Regions from separate parts of the Mus musculus genome. Here region 2 is linked to region 1. A link is a contact called in public Micro-C data. All regions are on one chromosome and are shown on one strand. The core of a region is the stretch at or near the end of the contact, and the rest is flanking DNA. Distances in the headings are between cores, read along the strand shown.

Region 1 (2,905 bases), core at 382-2,881:
CAGTTTGAGGGGATCTGACACTGTTCTCTGGCATCCACGGCCACTGTGTACACATGGCGCACAGACACACATGCATGCAAAATACCCATACATGTAAATAAAAACATAAAAACTAAAGAAAGAGATCAAGAGAGCCCTAGACCCACACCTGTTACAGTAGTGATGGTGCCTTGCATTAAGTGTGTATGGCCCACCCCATACATGGTGGTGGTGGTGACGATGGGATGGGGGGGGGGTGTGCACACGTCTGTGGAGGCTGATGACAACTTTCAGGAGTTAGTTTCCTCCTTCCACTCTGAGTCCTGTGGAGAGGACTTAACCTGTCGAGTTTGGCGACAAGAGCCTGTATCCACTGAGGTGCCTCACCAGCCCTATTTCCTGAGGCGCTGGAGGACAGAGACGCAGTCTTCAGTGGCTGGTACCAACTCCCAAAGTGAAAGGCAATTTAGAACCCACAACTCCTAAGCGAGAATTAACCTCTGTCTTCCAGAAAGGAGGAAGAGAAGTGGAAAGAGCAGGAGGAGGAACAGAGAAGGGGGAGGGTGGGGACGGGGCACAGAAACGGGAGCAGGAAGCACCGGTGCAGCCAAGGCGAGAGCTGAAAATCCTTACTGGAGGGCCAGCAAGGTGGCTCAGTGAGTAAAGGGGTCTGCTGCCAAGCCTCACGATCTGAGTTTGATCCCAGGGACCCACAGGGTAGGAGAGAGGCAACTCCTGAAAGTTGTCCTCTTACCTCAATACACACACAAACACATACACAAACACATACACACAAACACACACACAAACACATGCATACACACACACATTAGACACACAAACATGTGCATACACACACACATTAGACACACAAACATGTGCATACACACACACACAAACACACACATAACACACAAACACACACAAACACACACACACACATACACACAAACACACACACGGTTTTTAAATCTTAAATTTTAACATGGGATCTGCACTTGGTTTTGACTAGTCTACAGCCAGCTCAAGAGGGGACATAGTACCAGAGCTTCCTCAGAAAGCACCCTGAGAAGTGAGCCCCAGAACCCATCCTTTCCCCTTCTGGGGTGCTCTACCCAGAATCCACCACTAGGCCCTAAGACTCCTTCACACATGCTTTTTATGTATGTATTTATTTATTGTGCATATGTGTAGTACACGTGTGCCACTGCACACATGCAGATGTCAGAGTGCAACCTTTCCACCAAGTGGACTCGACCTCGGGTCCTTAGGCTCAGCAGCAAGCACCTTTACCACTGAGCCACCCTGCCAGCCCCAAGGCTCTTTGGGTTTTGATGGGGGGGTTGTTATGTTTTGTTTTGTTTTGTTTTGTTTTTCTTCCGTGCACTGTTGGAGACTCCAACAGAAGCTGGAGTGAGATTCTTACGAAAGTGACATGGAAAATTTTCCAGACACTGCCCTGATCATTAACCGGCCACTTTCTCCGCCTCACCCCAGCAGGCTCGCAGGCCGCGTATACCGAGGACAAACAGCCAATGAGCACAGCTGTTTATTTCTATAGCGCTGGCCCCCAAGCCTTTCATAAGCACACCAGCAGGGCCGCAGCGGCCTTTCATGGGTGACAGCCCTAGAATAAGAGCGGCCTGTCTCTGTGGCAGGGAGACACCAGATGTTTCCTCGGACTGAAGCGCGTAAGTGACAACTCAGAAGGATCTACACGTACTCCACCCCCACCCACCCCCAAGGAGGGAAACCAGCCTTAAACAAATTCCAGGGCACAGGCCCGCGGGGGCCTGGTTTTGACCCCGAACACTCGAGTTACATTTCTAGTTTTCACGGTGAGCGCAGGGCAATGGCTAATGGATCACTCTCTAATCGAACTGTGGCAGCGGACAGACGAGCTGTAAATTCCACTCCCGAGTACACTTCCTGGGGCTGACATCAAAATACCTCCTCCCGGCTTAAAGGTGAAGCTTTCACATTCAAATGGCGGCGGTGGCAGTTCCAAACCCAGGAAAAGACTCACTGGCAATACAAGCCAAGGCTACCAAGCACCTTTGCTTAAGTCAGTTAAGAACCAGACGGAGGCGGGAGGGATTGCTTTTAAATATTGTAAGTTTATATTCAAGTTGTAAGTTATAGACACTTTTCAATAAATATATCAATGGCTAAAACCAGTTGGCAATGTCCCAAAAAGACAAATCGTCTAACAGCCTAGGAGCAGGAAGTGGCTTCTGAGAGAAGCTACAGTGCTGGGGGGATTCCCCAGGACCCACATGGAAAGATGAGAACTCACCCAAGTGATCCTTTGCCTTCCACGGGTGCCAGCACACCCACAACCACACCCACAAGAAATAAATACAGCCGGGCGTGGTGGCGCACGCCTTTAATCCCAGCATTCAGGAGGCAGAGGCAGGAGGATTTCTGAGTTTGAGGCCAGCCTGGTCTACAGAGTGAGTTCCAGGACAGCCAGGGCTACAGAGAAACCCTGTCTCGGAAAACCAAAAAAAAAAAAGAAAAAGAAAAGAAATAAATGCATGTGTGTATCTGAAATGATTAACCGTACAATTTTAATGTGAAGATATTCAGGGTTTTTGTTTTTGTTTTGTTTTGTTTTCCACTAAACAATGGATCCATTTACCAATGAATTACCATAAGTACCGAATATTAGCAAAGAAAAACTTCAAGTATCGCTTTGCATCTGTCTGACCTCAGGAGTCTGTAATAAATAAGTCCCTCTTAAAGACTCAACTGAGCTGCCGGCCTCGACCTTACTGGGGTGGGGTGGGGCAGATTTTTTTTCTAGGCTCAGGAACCAGCCTTGAGCCCTGTCCTGAAGGGTCTTTGCAGGACTTTAACACCTTAACATCAAGAGGTCCATTACTGGGGCCAGCAACATGGCTTAACTAGTTAAGCACTCACCACA
Region 2 (2,700 bases), core at 96-2,595, 280 kb after region 1:
TATGTGCATGCATGTGCATACCATGTGCACGCAGTACTCTGGGAGACCAGAAGAGAACATCCATCCCTTAGAACTGGAGTTACAGGAAGTTCTGAACTCCCCGTGGATGCTGGGAACTGAACCTGGGTCCTCTGAAAGAGTGACAAGTGCTCTTAACTGCTGAGCCACTTCTAAAGCCCCAAGGCTGAACATAAAAAAACCCATCTTTATTCATTTTTTGAACTTTTCATATATGTATATAGTATATTTTAATCATATTCATCCCACCCCCTCTAACTTCCTTCCCTCCCTCCTTCCCTCCCTCCCTCCCTCCCTCCCTCCCTCCCTCCCTCCCTCCCTCCCTTTCTTGCCCTCCTCCTTTGTGACTCAGTGTGGGGAATTGCAGGCTGGTCTCCAGTCGAGCTGAGGTTTGAACCCGATGGTCATAATTTACCTACATGACACGGTAGGCGTTCCCTCATGTTCTTGGAACTCCAGGCACTGCCTAAGGTACCACCTCCCACAGCCCCCACAAGAGAAGCATGGTCAGTAGTCATGTAAGCAATGTCCCAAGCTTCTGACCTTCAGGCTAAACTCCTCCCCAGTTACCTAGCAACAGTGAAGACCATAAAAAGGGGTGCTCAGCCCCCACCTCGCTCTCTTACTCCTTTGTCCTCTACCTCTCACTTCTCTCTCCTCTTCCCTTCTCTTTGTCCTCTCTTCTCTCCTTTCTCTTTCTCTCTGAGCCTCTCTCTCTCTCTGTCTCTGTCTCTCCCCTTCTCTCTTTCCCCTGCATTTCTATAATTAAGCTCTTAAACCATGGAGTGTCTCTGCCCTTCAAGTTCCTCTGCGCCCTCTGGTCAGTGTTGGGAACTTCTTCCCCCATTCCCTCTCTTCCACAACCCTGGTGGCTTTAGCAAATTAGCTGGGGGGGGGGGTGTCCCCAGGCAGGGCTGCCCCTTGGCCACCCCTTCAAGAGTGAGATAGAGGAATGCCCACCCAGGGATGAGTGGATAGGGTAGGTAGCAGCCCTCTCACACCTGACTGACCAGAGAATAGGGAAACTCTGCCGGGGCATTGGGCATATTTTTCCTTCCCTTCTTCCCCAGGGCCCCATTCTTTATTTTGTTCCCAACAACTGAGTCTAGTCAGTGCTGGCTGTAAGCGCATGATTGGGTATGGGGCCATTCACTAGGCATGCTCACCCTGGCACTGGCCACACCCTGAAGAAATCCATCTCAAGCTTTCTTAGCGCCCACCAACGCCAACCCCTCAGCGGGAGGCGGAGCCCCGTGAGCCCCTTCCTTCCGGTTCTGGAATGCTATTTAGGTCTTGTGACAGAAACCATGGTAACTGAGTTCCCTAGGGCACATGCAGTCCTGAGGCAGCATTTAGCAGTCTTACTCTACCTCCGGCTCCAAGGACGTTCTTTCCATTGCTTTGCTGCTGTGCTGTCTAAACCTTGGAGAGGGAAGCCTGGTGGAGCTGAGGTCACATTCAGGGCTGAACACTCAGGCACTGTCAGCAGTTTGGTAGCCGGCCTGTGAGTGACTTCTAAAAGCCACGCATTCACTACAAGTTCTGATTTCAACCCCATGGTACAGTTAGCCATAGACCTCACGTCCTCGGGAGACCTCACACCTCAGTAAGCAATTCAGGTTCGTAGGTTCTGGGGGCTGCAACTGTGGCTAAGTTATCTGCTGCTTTTCCTTATCTATTTTCTAAGTTTTAAATATACATGTATGATGTATGCACATGGTGTGTGTTGTACATTCCACGAATTTACCATGCTACTCAGCAAACAATGCTCAAATTCATCTACAGATGCTTTAGTTACCATGAGATCCTACTGCCCTCGTCGGATGCTCGATGCGCTTCCAGTTCAGAGCCAAGGATATAAAGGTCTGTGTCAGAATAATGGTGAATCTGCCAGAATGAGTGCAAGCCAAACACCCCATTTCTTGGTGCTACAACCCGAATAAAACATATTAGCCGTTCCCTCCAGATGGTTCTCTATAGCTTGTTACTATTATAATTTGATATGCTCATATCTATGTGTAAGAAATCTTGGTTACTTATAAAGTCAGTGTCTCACTATAGAACGGGGGTAATTTTATTATTGTTAACTACTACTGTTATGTGTGCATGCAATCCCATGTGTGTGAAAACAGGGATGTGGAAGGCAGGTGGTGACAAGTTTCGGGAATCAGTTCTTTTCGTCCACTGTGGAATCCGGGATTTGAACCAGGTCACCAGGTTTGAGCAGCAGGCATGTTTACCAGCTGAGCCATTTCTTTGGTTCGGGTGAGTAGTTTAAAAATACTGATGCACACCATAAACAAAGTAGGAAAAGTGCAGGTTCGAAGCAAGAGTTGCAGATGTAGCTCAGTTAGTAGAGTCCCTGAGTTCAGTTTTCCAGTATCACATAAGCCTGGTGTGATGTCACAGGCCTCTAATCCAAGTACCTGAGGTGTAGAGATAGGGGGATCAGGAGTTCAAAGTCATCTCCAGCTACACAGAGAGCTAGAGGGTAGCCTGGGCTACATGAGTCTCAAAAGGAAAAAAGGTTTGAGAGGTTTCCTAAAGCATCCCGGCACAAACATTTAAATGAATTTACTTCTTTTTATGTGTATGGGAATTTTGCCTGCAAGGGGCTGTCCACTACACTAATGCCTTCAGAGGCCAGAAGAGGGCTTCAAGTTCCCTGGAACTGAAGTTATG

The links. Hi-C and Micro-C count contacts between places; a contact is called where the count stands out from the background.
Region 2: a Micro-C map of embryonic stem cells shows a contact between it and region 1, with 2.0 times the contacts expected there. The contact joins the promoter of 1700017J07Rik here to the enhancer-like site in region 1. A contact is called at or near these places in 2 of 484 Hi-C or Micro-C datasets (embryonic stem cells and stem cell-derived epiblast-like cells) and 1 of 115 datasets of contacts at active chromatin or transcription factors (embryonic stem cells).

What each region holds. Positions count from the first base shown.
Region 1 is chr2:168,692,965-168,695,869 of GRCm38.p6, forward strand. The region is part of intron 4 of Atp9a (ATPase, class II, type 9A); the gene reads right to left. Among named protein-coding and RNA genes, the nearest start is that of Atp9a, 47 kb to the right of the region's middle. RefSeq lists an enhancer at 155-2,905. Within about 2 kb of position 1,632, at least 41 of the 459 cell types and tissues checked have an H3K27ac peak or open chromatin away from gene starts, as enhancers often do. A contact at or near this core is called in embryonic stem cells, where this site is marked.
Region 2 is chr2:168,976,924-168,979,623 of GRCm38.p6, forward strand. It overlaps 1700017J07Rik (RIKEN cDNA 1700017J07 gene), which reads left to right and starts at 1,346. Exons shown (of 2, transcript NR_040326.1): 1 at 1,346-1,637; 2 at 1,804-1,983.